2 separate regions of the Danio rerio genome follow, and region 1 is linked to region 2. Evidence: chromatin contacts called from public Micro-C data. All regions are on one chromosome and are shown on one strand. The core of a region is the stretch at or near the end of the contact, and the rest is flanking DNA. Distances in the headings are between cores, read along the strand shown. Region 1 holds the start of slc48a1b (solute carrier family 48 member 1b). Region 2 overlaps cnga3a (cyclic nucleotide gated channel subunit alpha 3a).

What was found. Hi-C and Micro-C count contacts between places; a contact is called where the count stands out from the background.
Region 1: a contact with region 2 is called in a Micro-C map of caudal fin, with 7 times the contacts expected there. The contact joins the promoter of slc48a1b here to the enhancer-like site in region 2. A contact is called at or near these places in 3 of 18 Hi-C or Micro-C datasets (caudal fin and embryo) and 1 of 4 datasets of contacts at active chromatin or transcription factors (embryo).

What each region holds. Positions count from the first base shown.
Region 1 is chr6:41,444,341-41,449,472 of GRCz12tu, forward strand. It overlaps slc48a1b (solute carrier family 48 member 1b), which reads left to right and starts at 1,275. Exons shown (of 4, transcript NM_200006.1): 1 at 1,275-1,384; 2 at 1,472-1,619; 3 at 3,967-4,134. The coding sequence starts at 1,490.
Region 2 is chr6:41,349,105-41,354,026 of GRCz12tu, forward strand. It overlaps cnga3a (cyclic nucleotide gated channel subunit alpha 3a), which reads right to left. Exons shown (of 7, transcript XM_009302572.4): 4 at 2,696-2,872. Among named protein-coding and RNA genes, the nearest start is that of cnga3a, 17 kb to the right of the region's middle. Within about 2 kb of position 2,292, at least 2 of the 62 cell types and tissues checked have an H3K27ac peak or open chromatin away from gene starts, as enhancers often do. A contact at or near this core is called in caudal fin, where this site is marked.

The DNA.
Region 1 (5,132 bases), core at 25-2,524, 94 kb after region 2:
GATATCACAAAATGTCAGAACTAGAAGGCAAAATGTCATGTTAGGAAATGTCAGAATATACCTGGTAAAATGTTACAAAATGTTGTCAGTCAAAACTAAAAGTTTCCAGGAAAATGCAATGCAACAGTGTTATGTCAGAACTAGATTTATACCCAGCAAAATGTGTTACAAAATTGTATTTTAGAAGTTTTGGTGACATCTAGTGTATAAAAGAGGAATTTATACACCATTTAGACACTATTCACAAAATGTGAATACAAAATGATGAATATATTAGGTAAGATATTTTGAAGAATGTTTGTAACAGCATTGGCTTCATTCGTTTGAAAATGCTGGCAGCAAATCTCACATGGCTGCCCACTGAAGCAGTGCTGCTTCTGATCAGTACCTGGAGACCACATAGGAAAGCTAGGTTGCTGCCAGAAGTGGTGTTAGTGAGGCCAACCGGGGGCGCTCAACCTGTCGTCTGTGTGAGTCTAAACGCCCCAGTATAGTGAAGGGGACTCGATACTGCTCACTTTCAGATGAGATGTTAAACCGAGGTCCTGACTCTTCGTGGTCATTAAAAAATCCCAGAATGTCCTGTGAAAAAGAGTAGGTGGTATCCTGCCCCGGATCCGGCATGTTACGTTACCCGAGGATAGAGAGGATGTCGCGCACGAAAGTGGAGAGTAGGTGGGGGTTCGGTGTGGCGACTATGGTGGTTGGTGCGGTGGATGGCCAGGGGTGTCGCGGACGAAAGTGAAAGTAAACAGTGGACGATTGAGAAGGGGGATCGGTAAAATGAGGTTCCGGATCCGGCATGTTCCGGCACAAATTAAGCCCTGGTTGACTTACGAAATAATAATAATAATAATAATTAATGATTCCTTACATTTATATATCACTTTTCTGGATACTGAAAGCATGTTACACATTTTTTGGGGGGAATCTCTTCATTCACTATCAGTGTGCACTGTGCAGCATCCACCCTGGATGTTTCTTGCTAGGCGTTTGCTAATAGAGGAATTTATACACCGTTTTGCACACTCATGCACATTCAAACATTTATAAAGTAAACATTAAAATGTAAAAGCAAAAAGAAGTAACTCACATGTTTGGAATAACTTGAGCGTGAGTAAATGACGGCCGCATATTTTCTCTTCCACACCCGCAGGCGTCGCTGTTCTCTGTCAAAAAGACGCATGATTTCACTTTTGCTCCTGAGCTGAACCTCTGCGAAGAGCAACAAACACCCCACACGACGCATTATGGAGCAGTAAATGACGGTAGATGTGGATTGATCGACTGAGGCGGACTCTCTCTTCTTTATAAAGCCCCAGTGAATGACATTTCTCCACTAGTGGCGATAACAACTACAGCTGGATTTCACCGCTGTCTCCAGGTCAAACGCGCGGATTCCCCACAACAACTATTTTTAGCATCTGGATAGTTCTTTGTTGTTTGAAGAGTATTTTCCTTGTTCATTCAGGTGGATCTGACGACAGGAATGGCGTTCAATAAGACGTATATTCGCGTGGGCTACTCGTGTATGGGGATGCTGGTGGGCTTTTCGGCGTTTCTGGTGTGGAACATCGCTTACAAACAGCCGTGGACCGCCGCGATGGGAGGATTATCAGGTAAATTCCTTGGCTGTGTCTCAAGGTGAACTAACCAACTTAACATAGACAGCATTGGTGGGCATCACTGACCAACTCGGAAAGAGCCTGTGATGTGTTGTGTTGGCAAATCCCAATTTTAGGACAAAAATGTTAACATGGATTTGAATGTTTTGGTGTAGATTTTAAAGAAATAGTTCTCCATAAAAAGAAAATATAATCTTTCTTTAATTTCTTTGAACACAAAAGAAGATTTTTTCAAGAAAGCTGAAAATCTCTAACTAGAAAAACAAATACTATGGAAGTCAATAGTTACAGGTTTTCAGCATTCTTCAAAATATCTTCTTTTGTGGTTAACAGAGAAAATAATTCATAAAGGTTTTAAAGAAGTAAAAGATGATTTATTTATGACAACATTTTAATTTTTAGGTGAATTATCTATTTAAGTAACTTGCAAAAAATTACATTTTTGATAGAAAGTTTTGCCTATTTAATTATAGGCAGAAGTAAAATGTAATTTTAGTATTCAAGCGAAAAACATGGCAAACAACAATCAAAAACAAAATAAAAGCTTTGAGGAATTTTGTCCAGAACAGTGTTTTTTTCCTTAAACGTTTAGTTTCTTAGTGCACTTTGATCCGTCACTGTGCTCGAGGTCTTTGAGTTGGTGTTGTGCAAGAGAATCATAAAGGAATGTCTTGATTTTGCTGATCTTTTTGTGTGTTTAGTTATTGGATGTTTGACAGCCAAAATGACCTTTAACTGTTTAAACAGGGTTAAGATTAACAATTAGGTTAAATTTGAATTAAAACTGGGCATATTTTAGTTGCTGCATTAAATCACCTTTAATCTTTTTGCATTTTAAAGTGGATCAAAGACTAAAATAAACATTTTTTAAAGCATACAAAAACTTTTAGTAGAGCTTTATATTATTTTTTCCCCTGTGTCAGTAGTTAGTCATAAATTGATTTATTATGGCCATCTTCATTTCTTCAGTGATTTACATACGATACCCACTGAAATGTAAATTATAATAGATTACATACACTCACCGGCCACGTTATTAGGTACACCTTACTAGTACCCTTTTGCCTTCAGAACTGTTTTAATCCTTCGTGGCATAGATTCAACAAGGTACTGGAAACATTTCTCTGAGATTTTGGTCCATATTGACATGTCAGCATCACACAGTTTCTGCAGATTTGTCAGCTGCACATCCATGTTACGAATCTCCCATTCAACCACATCCCAAAGGTGCTCTATTGGATTGATATCTGGTGGCTGTGGAAGCCATTTGAGTACAGTGAACTCATTGTCAAGTTCAAGAAACCAGTCTGAGATGATTCATGCTATATGACATGGCACATTATTCAGCTGGAGTTAGACGTTAAATGTTTTCCTGTATTAGACGATTCTCTGTAAACCCTAGAGATCATGGTTGTGCGTGAAAATCCCAGCAGATCAGCAGTTTCTAAAATACTCAGACCAGCCCGTCTGGCACCAACAACCATGCCTCGTGCAAAGTCACTTAAATCACTTTTCTTCCCCATTCTGGTGCTCGGTTTGAACTGCAGCGGATCGTCTTTGACCATGTCTACATGACTAAATGCATTGAGATGCTGCCTTGTGATTGGCTAATTAGAAATTTGTGTTAACGAGCTGTAGGTGTACCTAATAAAGTGGCCGTTGAGTATGTAAAAATCTTTTCATGCATATTTAAAGAAATAATCATATAAAAAGACATTTTACAAGGTCACAGCACAGCCACAAAATCCTCATTCTTTAGCATTTAACATTGTTAAACCACTTGCCACCATCTGTCAAACCACTGATTTTGGCCACTGATTTCAAAATAAGTATTATAATGTATTCATTCACATGAATGCATGTTATTCTGTATTTACATGAATACATGTTACTCTGAAGGAGAAAGGAATATTGTTTAACCCATACTTTGACATTAAAATAGATACTTTAAATCACTTTTGCACACACCAAAGTGTACAAATACTCTCCATTTATAAGATTACAAAAATACCTGTAAAGTAAATACACCGGAATCACACACAGCTTTGCAGTCACTGTTTGAAATTTCACATGAGTTTATTGTATTACTTCTGACTATAGTAAACGTCCTACCCACCATCACCGCAGTGTTTAATATGGAAGTATGGTAATGTTGGTTAGGGAGTTTCTGCTGTGTTGTGTAATATCACAGAATGCTCTTCTGCAAATCTAGCAGAGCTGAGAGAATATAATAGTGCTGTCACACAGAAACCCAGTAGTTTTCATGCATGTGAGAATGACAAAGCAGTAATGAGTGCCGAGTCAGAGATGTGTTTGCTTATTGTGTGTTTTTTTTTTTCAGGAGTTTTGGCATTATGGGCTCTGGTCACACACATCATGTACATCCAGGACTACTGGAGAACATGGTTAAAGGGCCTGAAGTTCTTCATGGCCATGGGTGTCATTTTCTCGGTGCTGTCCATCGTCGCGTTCATCTCTTTCCTCTGTGTCGCCATCTCACGCCAACAGTGTAAGTACAGATGCAATCACTCCCATATCTCTTGAACAGAGATAGATGCGAACAAGGGTATTGAGGTTACCTGAAGCTAAAACATAAATATTGAACATTATATACACTTAAGGTCAGAATTAATATAATTTCCTCCTGTTAAATTTAAAATGTTTAATGTTTCCCCCAATTTCTGTTGAACAGAGAGAAGTTTTTTCTTCAACACATTTTAAACATAATAACTTATTTCTAATAGCAAATAATATTTACTAGATAGTTTTCAAGATACTAGTATTAAAAGCTTAAAGTGCATTTTAAAGATTTAACTAGTTTAATTAGGTTAACTAGGTGGTGATTAGGCAGGTCATTGTAAAATGATAGTTTGTTCCGTAAACAATCAAAAAAATTCTTATGAGGGCTAATAATATTGACCTTAAAATGTTTTTTCTAAACTGCTTTTATTTTAGCTGAAATAAAAGCAGATAAGACTTTCTCCAGAAGAAAAAATATTATTGAAAATCCTTTCTCTGTTACACTTCATTTGGGAAATATTCGAAAAAGAATATTCACAGGAGGGCAAATAATTTTTACTATATATAAGCAAATAAGACTTTCTTCAGAAGAAAAAATATGATCAGACATATACTGTGAGACTTTTCTTACATCATTTGGAAAATATTTTAAAAAGAATTTTTTTTAAAAATCTAAGGGGGGCTAATAATTCTGACTTCAACTGTGTGTATTTTTTCTCGGTGCTGTCTATTGTTACGTTTTTATAAAAAACGAATGAAATTATATTACTAGTTTTATTATAATTTAATAGTATTAAATTGTAAATTTTTGATAAAAACAGTAACTTCAATGATGCAAAACTTTATAGTGCTAAAATAACGCAAGCTAAAAAAAACTACATTTATTGCAATAAACCCTGTAATGCAAATATACCTCGTTTTTAATAATGAATAAATTCAGGGTGATTTTAGAGCATCTCCAGGTTCAATTCTTTTGTAATAATTTTG
Region 2 (4,922 bases), core at 1,042-3,541:
TAAAAATGATGTTTGCTGTTTGTTCAAATCACTTACCTGAAATGTGCTGAAACAACGCAATTCTAACGTTTTTTTTAAACAACTTAATTGTTTTGTGTTGAATCGACTTAAATTTGTAAAAACTAATAAGCTGACTTAATTTCTTTATGTAGTCCCAACTCAAATCGATTGTGTGGAACCCAAGATTTTCATTTACATGTACAGTTGGAGTCAGAATTATTAGTCCCCCCTGTATATTTATCCCCAATTTATGTTTAACAGAAAGATTCAACGCATTTCTAAACATATTAGTTTTAATAACTCATTTCTAACAACTGATTTCTTTTATCTTTGTCATGATGACAGTAAATTGAGCTATTTTTCAAGATACTAGTATTGAGCTTTTAGAAGGTTAACTTGTTTAGTTGGGCAAGTCATTGTATAATGATGGTTTGTCCTGTAGCCAATTGAAAAAATATATAGCTTAAAGGGGCTATTAATTTTGACCTTAAAATGGTTTTTAAAAATTTAAAATGCTTTTATTGTAGCCGAAATAAAACAAATAAGACTTTCTCCAGAAGAAAAAAAAATATTATTAGAAATACTGTGAAAAATTCCTTGCTCTATTAAACATCCTTTGGGAAATATTTGAAGACAAAAAAATTCACAGAAGGGCTAATCATTTTAACGCTGTATGTAGAATAATATTTTTTTGTCTTTTTTATTATATGCAATACTTACTTTGTTTACCAAACAAGTGTTTCTAATTGTAATCACAGCTTGTAAACCTTAAATAAAAATACAAATTGAAAGAATTATTTATATCACAATTCCACATAAATCAGTGGTAAAAAAAAATAAATGCATATTTCTTTTAAAAATTATGTGCAGAAATCAAATGTCTGGCCTTGAAAATGGGTAACAGTTAGTTAACAGATATTTTTTATAGTATATGAATTAAATCTAAGGATTATCCACTTACACAATGTACAGTATTAATGTAAAGTCACTGAACTGAATGAACACATTGCTTAAAGTAAATTTCTTTCAACGTGATGGATAAGGTCTTGACAGAAAACTAGCACTAAATGATCATTCGTTTTATGTACAACCTAATAAAGTGTATCGTAAATGTAATTTATATGTAACTAACTCCAGGCTGATGTGCTGCTTGGCAGGCAATCGGTTTAGTGATATCTTCTATTTGTGTATTTTAGAGGAAAATATATTCCTCTTTTTTTTGGCACTTTTGACAATTTGCGATAAATTTGTTTAAAATAGAAAAACAAAAATGTACTAGCATGTATCCTGAAAAGTTGCTAAGGCTAGCAAAATGGTAAGGGGATAGATCACTCGCAAATGAAAAAAAAAATTAACCATAAATTACTCACCCTCAAATGGTTTCTTCTGTTGAAGATAAAAAAGATGCTTTGAAAATGAGTAAAAAATAACCACCATGAAAGGAAAAGGTTACTAGACATGGGACGATAAGCGGTTTCAAAGTTTACCGCGGTTTGGAAAAGTCAAGGTTTTAATACCGCTAAAATGTTCTCTTATATCATTCCCAGGATATATGTAAGCTTTTTAATGTATTTTTATGTGCTGTAAAAAATCTGTGTTTTTGAAACTAAATAAGAAAGCAGAAGTCAATGATTTACTTCAGCTATATAGACTGACATGTTTACAGCTCTAAAATATTATAAATGTTTCTTAAAATAAAATAGTGTTTAATGGGGATAAGTTTTTTTTTTTTGTCTGTTTGCTTAACCCAGACATTTTAAAAGAATACATTTTAGTTCACAATACCGTAAATCTGTGGTATTTTTATCCAAGGTTATCATTCCGTCAGAAACTTATACCGGATCATGCCTAAGGGTTACCGGTTTTCAAAATTCTACAAAATATCTTCCTTTGTGGTCAATAGAAGGCAAAAAAGAAACTCAAAAACGTTTGTCTAACGTAACGTGTGAGTAAATGACAGAATTATCATTTTCTGTTGAACTATCCCTTTAAGTTGGCAGCACTGAGTACACTCATGTTAACCAGCAGATGGCAGCATTAACACTACCAATACTCGCCGAACACTACTACTAAGCCTTTGTACTAGACTATAATCTACTGATATTAATTGTATATTTCAGAAACATTACAGTTAAGTGTTTCTATTTCATTTAAAATCCTACTTTCTACTGCCTGCATGTATCTAAACACTGAATAACCTTTCTGTTATTTATAAAACACTATCCCGGGGTTTCTATACCAAGTGGGATTGTTTCTATCGAGTACTTACTCATCTGTGTTGTTGCAGTTGTTCATATTGTAAACTGCCAGAGGCCAGGGATTGGCTTTTCTTGAGGAGCAAAAGGCATTTATTTTGACGTCATTATTGCTCATTACATTCTAAGGGATCTAGGACAATCACTGATTTAGTATCTATGTCTACAGTGTTTCTAATCTACAAGCTACTGTGATACTGTTGTACCTATTGAAAGAAACGTACATACTGTTTTCTGATTTGAACATCTGGCTAAACCCAATCTTTTTATTTATGTGTTCTGATCCTGTATGAATCATCTGCGGAAATATTTCTTCACCTGTGCTGCACGATTCTCAGCAGGATTCTTTCATTTTTCAAGGCCACTTATTAAACCAGTGGTATCTCTGACTCTCTGTGCAAAGAGAAACTGTACAGAAAGTCTTTTTTTTTTCAACTTACTTCCTCTTATGCGGCCTGTCAGGAAGGCCTATAGAGGATCGGGCATTACTCCCTCTGCTAGATATGTCTTTGAGGTCTGGTCCACGAAAGCGCTCTAAGAAGGAGTCAGGACGCTCAACCTCTCTGTGAAGCCTGTGTGTGGCCCAGTTCCTCAGCATTATCACGAACTGAGTGACCCTGCGACACCCAAACATGTCAAACAGAAACATTTCCGAGCATTTTATACAGTATGTAGCTTTCTGAGCGACCCATGTCAAATGCACACTCGTTCAGGCTGTGTGGTGTGGCATCTAAAAGTTTTTAGTGAATTGTTTGAATTATTATTTTGGATAAAAATTACTTTACGTGGTTTTAATCCTTTATGAGATTCTTTTTTCTGTTTAACACAAAAGAAGATACTTTGAAAAATGCTGGTTGCGGACATCTATCAACTTCCAAAGTAGGAAACAAACGGCTATTCAAGTTAATAAGTCCAGACTTTCAGCATTTTTTAAAATGTCTTCTTTTGTGTTCAATGAAAGAAAGAAAGTCAAGTAGGTTTTGAACAAGTAAAGTGTGAGGAAATGATGGCAGAACTTTCATTTTTGGGCGAACTGCCCCTTTAAATTTGATTTTGCTGAGTAGTGTTAGGGTTAGGTGTAGCCAGTAGGTGGTGGGTGTTTCTGTCTTGATGAGTGTTCTGCTCTGGCTTCTATGGGAACATCCATTCATTCATTTATTTATTCATTCATTCTCCTTCAGCTTAGTCCCTTTATTCATCAGGGGTCACCACAGAGGAATGAACTGCCAACTTATCCAGCAAATGTTTTACACAGAGGACGCCCTTCCAGCTGTAACCCAGTACTGGGAAACACCAAGACACTCCCACATTCAAAAAATACACTACGGACAATTTAGCATTCCCAATTCACCTATAGTGCATGTCTTTGCATTGTGAGGGAAACCAGAGCACCTGGAGGAAATCCACATGAACACGGGGAAAACGTGCAAACTCCACACATAAATGCCAACTGACCCAGCTGGAGTTCAAACCAGTGAGCTTCTTGCTGTGTGCTAACATACCATATGTTTGATAAAATTGTGATCCCATTTTCTGTATTTGAGGGCTCTCTTGCTTGTATGATATTACTCAAAAGGATATTTCACCCAAATACGGCACCATTTCTCACCATTATTCTTTTAAACACAAAATAAAATATTTTGAAGAATTTGGCAACTGGAAGCCATTGACATACATAGAAAGATAAAAAAAATGTATGTAACGCCAGTGTCAAACATTCTTTAAAATATCTTTTTTTTTTGCATTTAACAGATATAATACACTTGAACAAGTTTGAAACTAATGGGTGATGAAGAAATTATGACATCATTTCGGGTGAACTACCCCTTTAACTATATCAAATCTCATAAGTATTCCCACAGGGATTATGTGCTCGCAGAAATCGGCAGATTTTTGGCCCATCATTAAGTCTATTCATTTAGTTGTGTGTAAATGTGTGTAAATTTATGTTTATTCAGTTTTTAAATTAATTTCAGTAATACTATTGACTAATATGAAAATGTTCAGGGCAACGCAGTAGCGCAGTAGGTAGTGCTGTCGCCTCACAGGTCACTGGTTCGAGCCTCAGCTGGGTCAGATGGCATTTCTGTGTGCAGTTTGCATGTTCTCCCTGCGTTCGCGTGGGTTTCCTCCGGGTGCTCCGATTTCCCCCACAGTCCAAAAGACATGCTGTACAGGTGAATTTGGTAGGCTAAATTGTCCATAGTGTATGAGTGTGTATAGGTGTTTCCCAGGGATGGGTTGCGGCTGGAAGGGCATCCGCTGCGTAAAAACGTGCTGGATAAGTTGGCGGTTCATTCCACTGTGGCGACCCCGGATTAATAATGGACTGAGCTGGAAAGAAAATGAATGAATAAAAGAAAATGTTCATATGATTTATTTACAATACAGTTTGTAAAGTAATATTTTTTTTTTGGGAGATATATTATATGAGAGACTTGCTTTATTTACCAATTGTGTGGATCTAATTGGATATGCATTGTAAACATTAAATAAAAGGGAAAATGGTATACATATTTACATCATATATTTAGTTTTTATTTACGAAACTCCCAAAATCATTCCACATAAATCTGCAGATTTTTTGAACAAAATTCAGATTTTTTTAACAAAATTCTTTTGTTCAAAATTTTGAACAAATAGCAAAAAATGTCCACAGATACTGTC